Regions from separate parts of the Mus musculus genome. Here regions 1 and 3 are each linked to region 2. Evidence: chromatin contacts called from public Hi-C and HiChIP or PLAC-seq data. All regions are on one chromosome and are shown on one strand. The core of a region is the stretch at or near the end of the contact, and the rest is flanking DNA. Distances in the headings are between cores, read along the strand shown. Region 1 has its middle 73 kb from the start of Mir1843b. Region 2 holds the start of Tnr (tenascin R). Region 3 overlaps Tnr (tenascin R).

The links. A called contact is a pair of places that touch in the nucleus more often than the background predicts. HiChIP or PLAC-seq counts read pairs in DNA pulled down with a chosen protein or histone mark.
Region 1: an H3K27ac HiChIP or PLAC-seq map of stem cell-derived neural progenitor cells shows a contact between it and region 2, with 2.6 times the contacts expected there. The contact joins the enhancer-like site here to the promoter of Tnr in region 2. A contact is called at or near these places in 1 of 39 promoter capture datasets (hippocampal neurons), 10 of 484 Hi-C or Micro-C datasets (the AML12 cell line, cerebellum, cerebral cortex and 3 more) and 4 of 115 datasets of contacts at active chromatin or transcription factors (embryonic stem cells, forebrain, oligodendrocyte precursor cells and 1 more).
Region 3: a contact with region 2 is called in a Hi-C map of the N1E-115 cell line, with 5 times the contacts expected there. The contact joins the enhancer-like site here to the promoter of Tnr in region 2. A contact is called at or near these places in 7 of 39 promoter capture datasets (the 3T3-L1 cell line, 3T3-L1-derived adipocytes, hippocampal neurons and 3 more), 10 of 484 Hi-C or Micro-C datasets (3T3-L1-derived adipocytes, the AML12 cell line, the N1E-115 cell line and 5 more) and 1 of 115 datasets of contacts at active chromatin or transcription factors (astrocytes).

What each region holds. Positions count from the first base shown.
Region 1 is chr1:159,411,919-159,414,987 of GRCm38.p6, forward strand. No RefSeq gene overlaps it. Among named protein-coding and RNA genes, the nearest start is that of Mir1843b, 73 kb to the left of the region's middle. Within about 2 kb of position 1,728, at least 41 of the 459 cell types and tissues checked have an H3K27ac peak or open chromatin away from gene starts, as enhancers often do. A contact at or near this core is called in cerebral cortex, cortical neurons, forebrain and 3 more, where this site is marked.
Region 2 is chr1:159,521,959-159,525,083 of GRCm38.p6, forward strand. Tnr (tenascin R) reads left to right here and starts at 1,811. Exons shown (of 23, transcript NM_022312.3): 1 at 1,811-2,257.
Region 3 is chr1:159,601,246-159,604,267 of GRCm38.p6, forward strand. The region is part of intron 1 of Tnr (tenascin R); the gene reads left to right. Among named protein-coding and RNA genes, the nearest start is that of Tnr, 79 kb to the left of the region's middle. Within about 2 kb of position 1,691, at least 1 of the 459 cell types and tissues checked has an H3K27ac peak or open chromatin away from gene starts, as enhancers often do. A contact at or near this core is called in the N1E-115 cell line, where this site is marked.

The sequences.
Region 1 (3,069 bases), core at 478-2,977, 110 kb before region 2:
GGGTCTTCTCCACTGAAGGAGGTGAGAGTGAAAGGGGGGGGAGACAGGGGAGGGCATATTTGGATGAACCAGGTTAGGGGTCATCTCTAGATTTCAAGCCTTTCTCTGGGAAACACTGCTAGGTTCTCTCCAGCCAGCCCATGGTTTTGGAAGAAGCCCCACTGATTTACTCCCCTGAAAAGCTGGTAGCCTTGCTCTCAGTCTGCCTGGATACCTGGCCCTCTCCCTCTAGAGTTTGCTATTGTGGCCTCTTGCCGATGCCGTCCTGGACACCCCAGAGCATGTGACATGTTCCCCAGCTTGATTTCAGAGTCAAGCTTGAGCAGACAGATGTCTAGGCCATACAGGCAGGCTGGCTCCTGCTCCTTGCTGGAATGGGCTTAGACTGAGGGTATGAAGCAGGCTTTCCTCTCAAGGCCAGTCCCATAGAGTGCAGGCTGGGGCACCAGAAACATAAGCTTCCTCAGTATTTACAGCCTTCTCACTTCTACTAACTAGCTCACGGAATTTCTTCTAGAATTTCCTCAGAACTCTGAAGCAGACCATGCTACTATGAATTCATATATCCCTAGCTCACCTATCTCAGGTCTCATGTATCCCAAGACTGTCTCAAACTCACTTGGGTAGCCAAACAAGCCTTGAATTCCCGATCTTCCCGCCTCTACTTCCTGAGTGCTGAGATCATACACGTAGACACATAGACTATTATGCAACATAAATAAGTAAATAAACTTAGAAATAAAGTAAGTAAATAAACCTAAAAATAAGAATGTTAGAATACATATTAAACACACCTACATTTTTGGAGTAGGGCTCACTCTTTAGGTTCTGTGTTGTAAGTGCTGTTTATATTACCTGACATAATCTTGTGCCTGCTTTGTCTCACTTCTCAGGTGATGACAACGAGGCCCAGAGTTAAGAGCTTCCCTGCAACTTACAGAAGGCACATCCAGACCCAGGTCTGTTGCAGCTTCTACATCTCGGCTCTCCATTATTTAGCACCATGCACAAAGCTCTTGGTCTAATCTCCAGCACCACATAAACCCGAATGGCAATCCATGACTGTCACCCCAGCACTCACGTGGTATAGGCAGGAAGATCAGGAACTCAGGGCTAGCCTTGGCTACCTACCAAGCAAATTTGAGAAAATCTTAGGACGTATGAAACCTTGGAGAGAGTGGAAGTAACAAGGAAACTTCTACTGAGGAACAGGAGCTAGTGAATGCCTACATAGCCCAGCCATCCAGTCTGAGGTTTGAGTCCTTTGTCCACTCATGCACAGTAGGGCAAAGCTTAGTCCCACCATCTACCTTGATAGATGGCCCCATGCTGTCCATGGTGAAGCAGGCATAGTGGTACTTCCAGTTTGGGGCATCCTTTCTGTCTACTGTAAAAATTCCATTGTTGGGTTAGCTGCTTGTATTTCGTTCCCAACATGGCATTCTCCAGCCTAGAACCTCGTCAGTTAGAGGGGTGGGGCTTGCCATCTGGGTCTTCCACCATGGGCCTGGGGCCATTAAAACTCTCTTCTCTTGTTCTTTGACTCTGGCAGGTGACTCCTGACACAGCTGGGAGAGTGAGCCATTTCTTCCGCCCAGACAGCCGGCTTTGGAAATTATTCAGGAATAACAACCGGGCCAGAAACATTTGCATAAGGAATCACACAGAACAATACATGTTATTTAAACCATCTTTGGTTGGCAACAGAAGCAAAAAGCAGCTGAGATGAATCTGCATTGCAGATCAGCCTTCTGGAGCAAGCAGGCTGGTGTAGGGGTGGGGCACTGCTTGAGGCAGGGAGAGAAGAAAGCATCCTTGTCCAGGTGCCCCTTCCCAAGCGGGGTCTCCTTGCTGGCCTTTCTATGGCTCTTGTGCATTTTTCTCCTTCCCTCCCTTCTTCCGAGATTAATGGAAACAATTTATCTTCTAATGTGACTACAGCTTATGAATTCTTTGTCTCACTCTAATCCTTTAAATTATACACATAATAAAATATGTATCCAGCGATTTTAGGTCATAATTTGATATTCTAGGGGAAGTGGGGAGGGGAGGGAACTGAAGCCAGGCATTCTCAGGGTTTGTTCCTCTCCATTTGTCTTTATTTGCTGTCTTAACCATCTCCCCCTTTCCTCCTCTCTGCTCCTGTGCACATCATATTTCCACAGTGGGCCTGGGCCCTGGGCATGGGGAGGGGCACTGCTGGAGCCTGGGCTGAGGAGTTAGTTGTACTTGAGGTCTGTGAGGGGAGGCCACAGCCATTCTCTCACCTGCTCTGGCATCTCTTCAAGAGCAGCAGTTGGGTTTCATTTTTGCAGGGCAACCAGACTGAAGATTGCCTCTAATTACCAAAGGTCTCAAGGGGTCTTTAAACACCCAGATCTCCAAGTCATAGGCAGAATAAGGAGGTACAACTCAGTGTTGACTAGTGAAGGTTCACACTCATATCATAAAATCAAAGGACAATTCTCTTCAAATGACACTCCCTTACTCAAGTATCACTACTACTCCAAGATATAGATGCTGTCTGCTCTCAAAGTCATGGAAGGCTGGACTCCCTGCTGCCTGACTTCCCTTAACTGTACCTGCTTGGAGGGTGAAACTTTTTTTTTTCCCTTTCTCTCTTCTTTGTTCCTATTAGAACTTTTAAGGTGCTGGATAAATGTTACACCACAGAGCCATATCCCTAACTCTTGTTAGTTTCCTTTTTATTTTAAAAATGTAGCCCACTAAGTTACCCAGGTAGGCCTTGGGCTTGTGATCCTCCTGCCTCAGCCTCTTGAAAAGCTTAGATAAGAGTCCGTGCCCCAAGCTTGGATGGGAAGGTTTTCTATAATTTGCACTGGTCCTGTTGGGGCTGAAGAGATGTCGCAGCAGTTGAGTACACTAGCTACTCTTTCACAGGACATAGGTTCAGTTCTTAGGCTGTCAGCATCCACACGGTGACTGATAACCATCTATAACCCCAGTTCTAGGGGATTCGGTGCCCTCTTAGCATGTCAACAGGCAGCAGGCACATATATGATACACATGTATACATAAAAGCAAACATTCATCCACATAAAAATTTAA
Region 2 (3,125 bases), core at 561-3,060:
AGAATCCTTACAGAGCTGTATGTGCACTTCAGAAAAGAGAAAGTGCATCTTACATACAATGATTTTAGAGTCAAACACACATGCTTTTGATTTGAGCACAAGAGATCATTAGAAAGCTAGTTAATTTGTGTGACCCAGCCTCCTCATTTGTAAATAGTAGGTAATATTTACCCTGGAAGGTTCACAACCCTCTCTCTTCATCCCCTTGAGTTTGCCATGCCTTCAGCTTCAGTTTCTCATTGGCCCTTTGCTAAAATAACCCTCATGCTTCCAGTCTCATCCTAGATACTGTGCTCTGTGGAAGCCTGCAGCCCTCTGGTCAAGTTAGTTTTCTTGCCCGTGTTCTCATTTATTACATTGCCTCTGCCCGTGTCTTGGCATCAGCCTCTGAACTGTCTGGTCTCTGCCCTTTCTTTCCACTTTGAGAAACTGCAAATTCCATAAAAATGGGAACTGTGATTTGCAAAACATCAAATCCCATCTTTGCTCTTCCTCATTCCTTTTAATCCAAAGATTTCTTAAAGCAAGTTATATTAGGTAAGGAATTCATGACTGAAGTTCTGAAGAAAATGCCCACATCTTACTTGATTCTCATTAGCTGGCATTGCAGGAGTTCAGCTCACCAAATTGCTGGCTCCATCCTAGTACTGTATTAGGCTCCAGGCAGTGATCTGCTTTAGGTGTAGAAATTAAATAATGTGTCCTGTGAATTGTTACTAATACCCAGTACTTTCCAATTTCATGAGATTCACAACTGGTTTTTGTATCTGTGAAACTGCCCAAATCACTAAGAGAATGTATTTTCTTAGCAGATTTTCAAAAGTAATAGCAATCCCCACAGTTCATTTGGCACATATAGTTCTAAATATTTTATTAAAAACTCAGCCACATGCAAATTCATTGGAACAACCTAGGCACTTTATTTAGAATACCAACAATGATCACTTGTAGGTATTATCTCATGTTTACTTTAAATGTTGTGACTTCTAAAGTGACATAGCACTAGCTTTGTTATCTTGGACAAGAAATTTTATCCCTTTCTGCCTCAGTCCTTCAGTCTAAAAGATGCAATTGGAGCATTTGCACTGTAGGATTAATGTATGCGTTAAATGAGATGTTACCTGTAAGGATTAGTAGCAATGCTTAGCACTTGGTACAAATGCTGTATAAAGTTAGCTATTATTATATGTCAAGGGTGAATCAGATGTAAGCAAAGCTTTTGGATGAGACTGGAGTTAAATTTCCTGTCAGCTGTATGTTACTCTGTTCCTTCAGCATTCCTATTCAGTAGGGAGGGGGCAGCACTATCCACATTTTACAAACAGTGGAATTGAGCCACAGAGAAGCAAAATGTATAGTGCACGAGTGGCAGCCGAAAACTAAGACTGACTTTGTAGACATAAGTTCCAAAGCACTTTCCAGGTGGCTGAGTTACTGGGCAGTTAATGAGTGTAAGCTTGCCTTTCCAAGTCTGAGCAGAGACCTCCTTTGCCCCTTTTCTGCCAAACATTTATCCTAAAGGCATACCCCTCCCCAATACCATATCAGGTTTTCCTACTGCAACTACAGGAAAAGGATCAGCAAAAGGCCCTTTGTCTTCCTACAGGCTCACCAGAGGGAAGTCTTTGACTCCATCAGGACTGGGACTGTTTGACTCTTTAGAAAAGCAGTCTCCAAGAGTTTGTGGGTGCAGGGAGCCTGAACTCAGACTGTTCAAGAGGACCAAAGACGCGTTGCTTTTCTGTCCACTAGGGGGCTACTTGTAGAAGGCTGGGAAAAAAACAGCTTAAAAATATGCTGCTGAAATTTCAGTAAGAGGGGAAAAGAGAGAGCTTGTGAGAGACAGCAGAGCGGTCCCAGGCTTCCTCATCTCGTTCACGTCAGAGGCAGGAACCGACTGTGCTAAGGCTGTTGGCTCAACACGCAGAGACAGAGCTGGGGCAGCCTCAGAGACAGGGAAAGAAGAGGTCCTCCCTGACCCAAGAAATTACCACGAGTGGAGTAAAGCCATCTGACTTTTTGGTCTTATTTTGGTTGCTTCTTCTCTCCTTCTACTGGTAGACCTACCAGCTGCTGTTTCGTTTCTTTCGTGAAGCCTTCTCTCTGCCTCTCAGAAAAAAAGAGGAAGGCAAGAGAGGGAGAGAGGTGGGCGCTCTAGGTGAGCGCATCAGCTGGCTCCAGCCCGAACGTACAAGAATTCTCTGCTTTGGAAGCTGCTCTAGCTCTCTGCTCTCCGGCTACCCACCCCCCAACCTGGGTAAGTCCGGAGTACTGCGCTCCTCTGTTTCCTTGCTAGCGAGATTTCAGCACCACGGAGAGCGATTAGATGCATGTTTGTTCTTCAAGCCATTTGGCTGTAAGGTTACATCTCTTTCGGCTGCCGATAAAGCGGGGTTCTGCGTAGGGAGAAAAGAAAGGAGAAAGGCGCAAAACTGTGTGTCTACCGAATTAGAGGGGGATATGGACCTTGGCCTTGGGAGTGAGCCTGAGCAAATGTATGTGTGTGCACTGTTGCATAAGACAGGTGAGGTCGGAGCTAGCAGGCTTGTAATTGTGCTAGTCTCCCGTGTGAGGCTGTCCTTTTTATATGTAGCTGGGAGGGAGGGTTTGGGGAAAAGAGTCCTGGGTTTTCCTAAATTAACTCTTTCATACCCAGCCATAGGTGGTGGGAAAGTGTTACAGGAAAAGCCTGGGGGACAGGAGTGGAGGTAGAGTTAAAAGTTGTGCTTCCAGGAGGGAGCTTGGAGAAGCAATATTTTAAAATGTCATTCCCCCCACCCCCACCCCCCAGGATTACCTGGATTCTTGATGTAGTGACAGCCTAACCTGACCTTTTGCTTCCTTTCCTGGTGTCAGTTCCTGGTGGGCAGATGCAACAGGTTAGCCCCAGGCTGGGGGTAAATTTGGGGCTGAGGTCTCTAATTTCACACTTCAAGGAAAATACTCAGCCTGGCAGGGGCTGACTGACTCGAATTATACTATATTTGTAAGCAGGCAGGGAAGACCATCCACTTCTCTCTTACCCTTGGTTGGAGAGAGGAAAAAAGTCCACTCTCCCCTGTTTCCTGGGGGCATTTGTCAGTGACAAGCAGCCCAGAGGAAAGGGTTTGTCTTCACTTGTCTAT
Region 3 (3,022 bases), core at 441-2,940, 79 kb after region 2:
TTCTATTCCTGTGAAGAGACACCATGACCAAGAAACACTTCTAAAGGAAAACATTTAATTGGGGCTGGCTTACAGTTTCAGAGGTTCAGTCCATTATCATCATGGTGGGAAGCATGGCAACATGCAGGCAGACATGGTTCTGGAGGAGCTGAGAGTTCTACATCTTGATTAGAAAGCATAATTTGCCTCTTCCACTTTCTACTCTCAAGCAGTTGAGGAGGAGATTCAATTCTGCAGGCATCCAGGAGGAGGATGAGAGGAGGATGCACTGATGGGAGCCTGAGCAAAGAACCTCAAAGCCCACTCCCACAGTGACACACTTCATCCAACAAGGCCACACCTATTAATAGCGCCACTTCTAATGTGCCAAGCACAATAGGTAATATCACTCATACAGATTTCTTTGGTACATGGTATGTAGGATGCACCCAACCCACATCCCTACAGGGGAGTATTCAGAATCTGCTCCTATTAAAGCTGGTTGAAATCCATTGATTATCCCAGAGCTTCTCAGATGGGAAGAAAGGGACTAGATACCACTGGGAGATCCCATTATGCATGCAAATTCAGATCCAATAGGTCTAGAGTTAGGATGAAGAGTCTCCACCTCCTCCTACCCTTCCTTCTCCTGTTTGTCCCATTTCTCTTCCTTCTTTTCTTTTTCTTCCCTTTCTTCCTATTCCTCTTCCTCCTTTCCCATCATCCTTCATTTTCTTCTGTTTCCTTGAGACAGAATCTCATTATATAGCCCTGGGTGGAGCCTGAGTCTCCCTGCTTAGTCTGACCTTGAACACATGATCAGTGCTCTGACCTCAGCCTCTTGAAAGCTTGGCTTACATACAGGAGCCACCATTCACAGCTTGAGCTTCTACATTTCTAACAAAGTCTACCGGTGCCAATGCTGCTAATCCCTTGGCCATACTTTAAAAGTGTGTTTATGAGGAAGTTTCTGGAATATTTTTACACAAAAGGGAAGACCCACCTTGAGTCTAACCATCCTGCTCATTCTGGTCTTGGGCTGAGAACGAAGAAAAAAGCAAATAGAACAACAGCACTTATTTCTGTCTTTGTGACCAGAAACCTCAGATGCCCAATATTGTGCATTTCCTTGCCTGATGGACTGCACCCTCAAACTGAGCCTAATTCAGTGGTTCTCAACCTTTGTAATGCTACAACCCTTTAATATAGTTCCTCCTGTTGTGGTGACCCCCAACCACAAAGTTATTGTCTTTAATATTTCATAACTGTAATTTTGCTACTCTTATGAATCATAATGTAAATAGCTGTGTTTTCTGATGGATGGTCTTACACAATTCTTAGAATAAAGTCATTGGATCGCCAAAGAGGTCATTACCCTCAAGTTGAACTGCTGTTCACTCTTGTGTTTTCATGTTGCTTTTGGCAAATATTTTGTTACTGCTATTGGAAACAAAGCCATCCTTGGGACCTGTGTGCCTAACTCAGGACACATAGACAGACATCTAAGTCATGGGACCTTCAAACCTGGGAAGGCTGGCTGCCAAGAAGAAAAACAAGTCAAAGAAGTTAACTGTTCATCAGATAGCTACTGAAGCTTAGAAGTGACCTCTCAGGCCAGCCAAACTTCTTCCCCAGGGCAGGAGTAGCCATGTCTTTGTCCTCCATCAAAGAAGGTCCAGCCTCTGCTCACAAGACACCCACAAGAACCCACTCTCTTCTCCATACTCAGATGGCAGAGCATCCTGAAGCACAGGTGAAATATATACTTCCTGGGTCCAGAGGACAGGCCAATGATTCCTTGCAACACTACTAAGTTTGACATCATTGTGACAGAAAGAACACACCCACTCCTGCCTTACATACCAGTTTTCATGAGATTCAAATCCATCCATCCATCACACACTGTTAGCCATCTGTCAGATGCTCATACCAAGTCTGACTCTGAACAGGTACAAAAGAAGGACTTAGCCTGTCTGATTCCTTTCTGGAAGATAAGAAGACAAGTCTAGAAGACAGGGCAGTAAATTATCAGGATCTATATCATGGTCTGGAGATACTCAGAGCAATGGGCATCCGCCAGGCTTAATGAAAGAGATGAGTCATTGTAGTGTCTGGGGGTAAGAAGGCTATGTCAAAGCAGGTGGCAATCAAAAGAGATCATCACATCACAGAAAGAAATAAGATACATAGGAAATAAGACACACTCTGACAGAGCTATGTGGTAAGCTATGTGGTACCTATCATGATTTATTGCCTTGGTTAGTCTTGCCCAAACCTGGATATCTGACACTATCCTAAATATTCAAGACCCGAATATGCATCCTCTCCTTGCTCATCTGTGGTTTCTGATTGTAATCTCTATGCTCTAACACTGATTTGTTCCTTAAAACATAGGAACAGGCATATTCCTCTAAACACTCACCTTCGGGTTAAGTGGTATTGGGTCTGGGAATGAAAATTGTAATTTCCCCTTGCAGATTGCGGATAGATTAACTTTGCATGCTCCTAAGTTTATGAACATTGAATTTATCATCCTCTCCTGGCCAGAGAATGGCAATAGAGGACATTGCACCTGCTCTGAGAGGATGCTCAGCTGAGATGCCTAGAACCAGATGGTAGGAAGAGGTACAAAGAAGTGAGAATGGAATCCAAAGTCCGAAAAAATGATTGGAATAAGTCAGGGAGTGAGGAAAATAGGAGAGAGAGGAAGGATAGATACAGTAAATATAGAAGAGAAGAGAAAGATCAAAGTCAGGAGAGAAGGTTCTTGAAGGGAGAGAGACATGTATGCAAGATCATGGATGCAGTCTTAATCTCTTTAAAGTTTCCCTCATTGATTGGGGACTTGTATCCCAATCCTTTGCTAAGGGAAAGCATTTACTTTACTTCCACTGTGCTGTTAAAGGTTATAGGGCTGTCCTTGGGTGGAGTTGGAGGCGCAGTGCAAGACCAGGTGAGGAGGAATTCTAGAAACCTCCCTCAGTAGAGTCGTCCTCGAATGTCCTTGGAATAAAGTGTCACTTGGGTGCCCCACCCCAGCTTT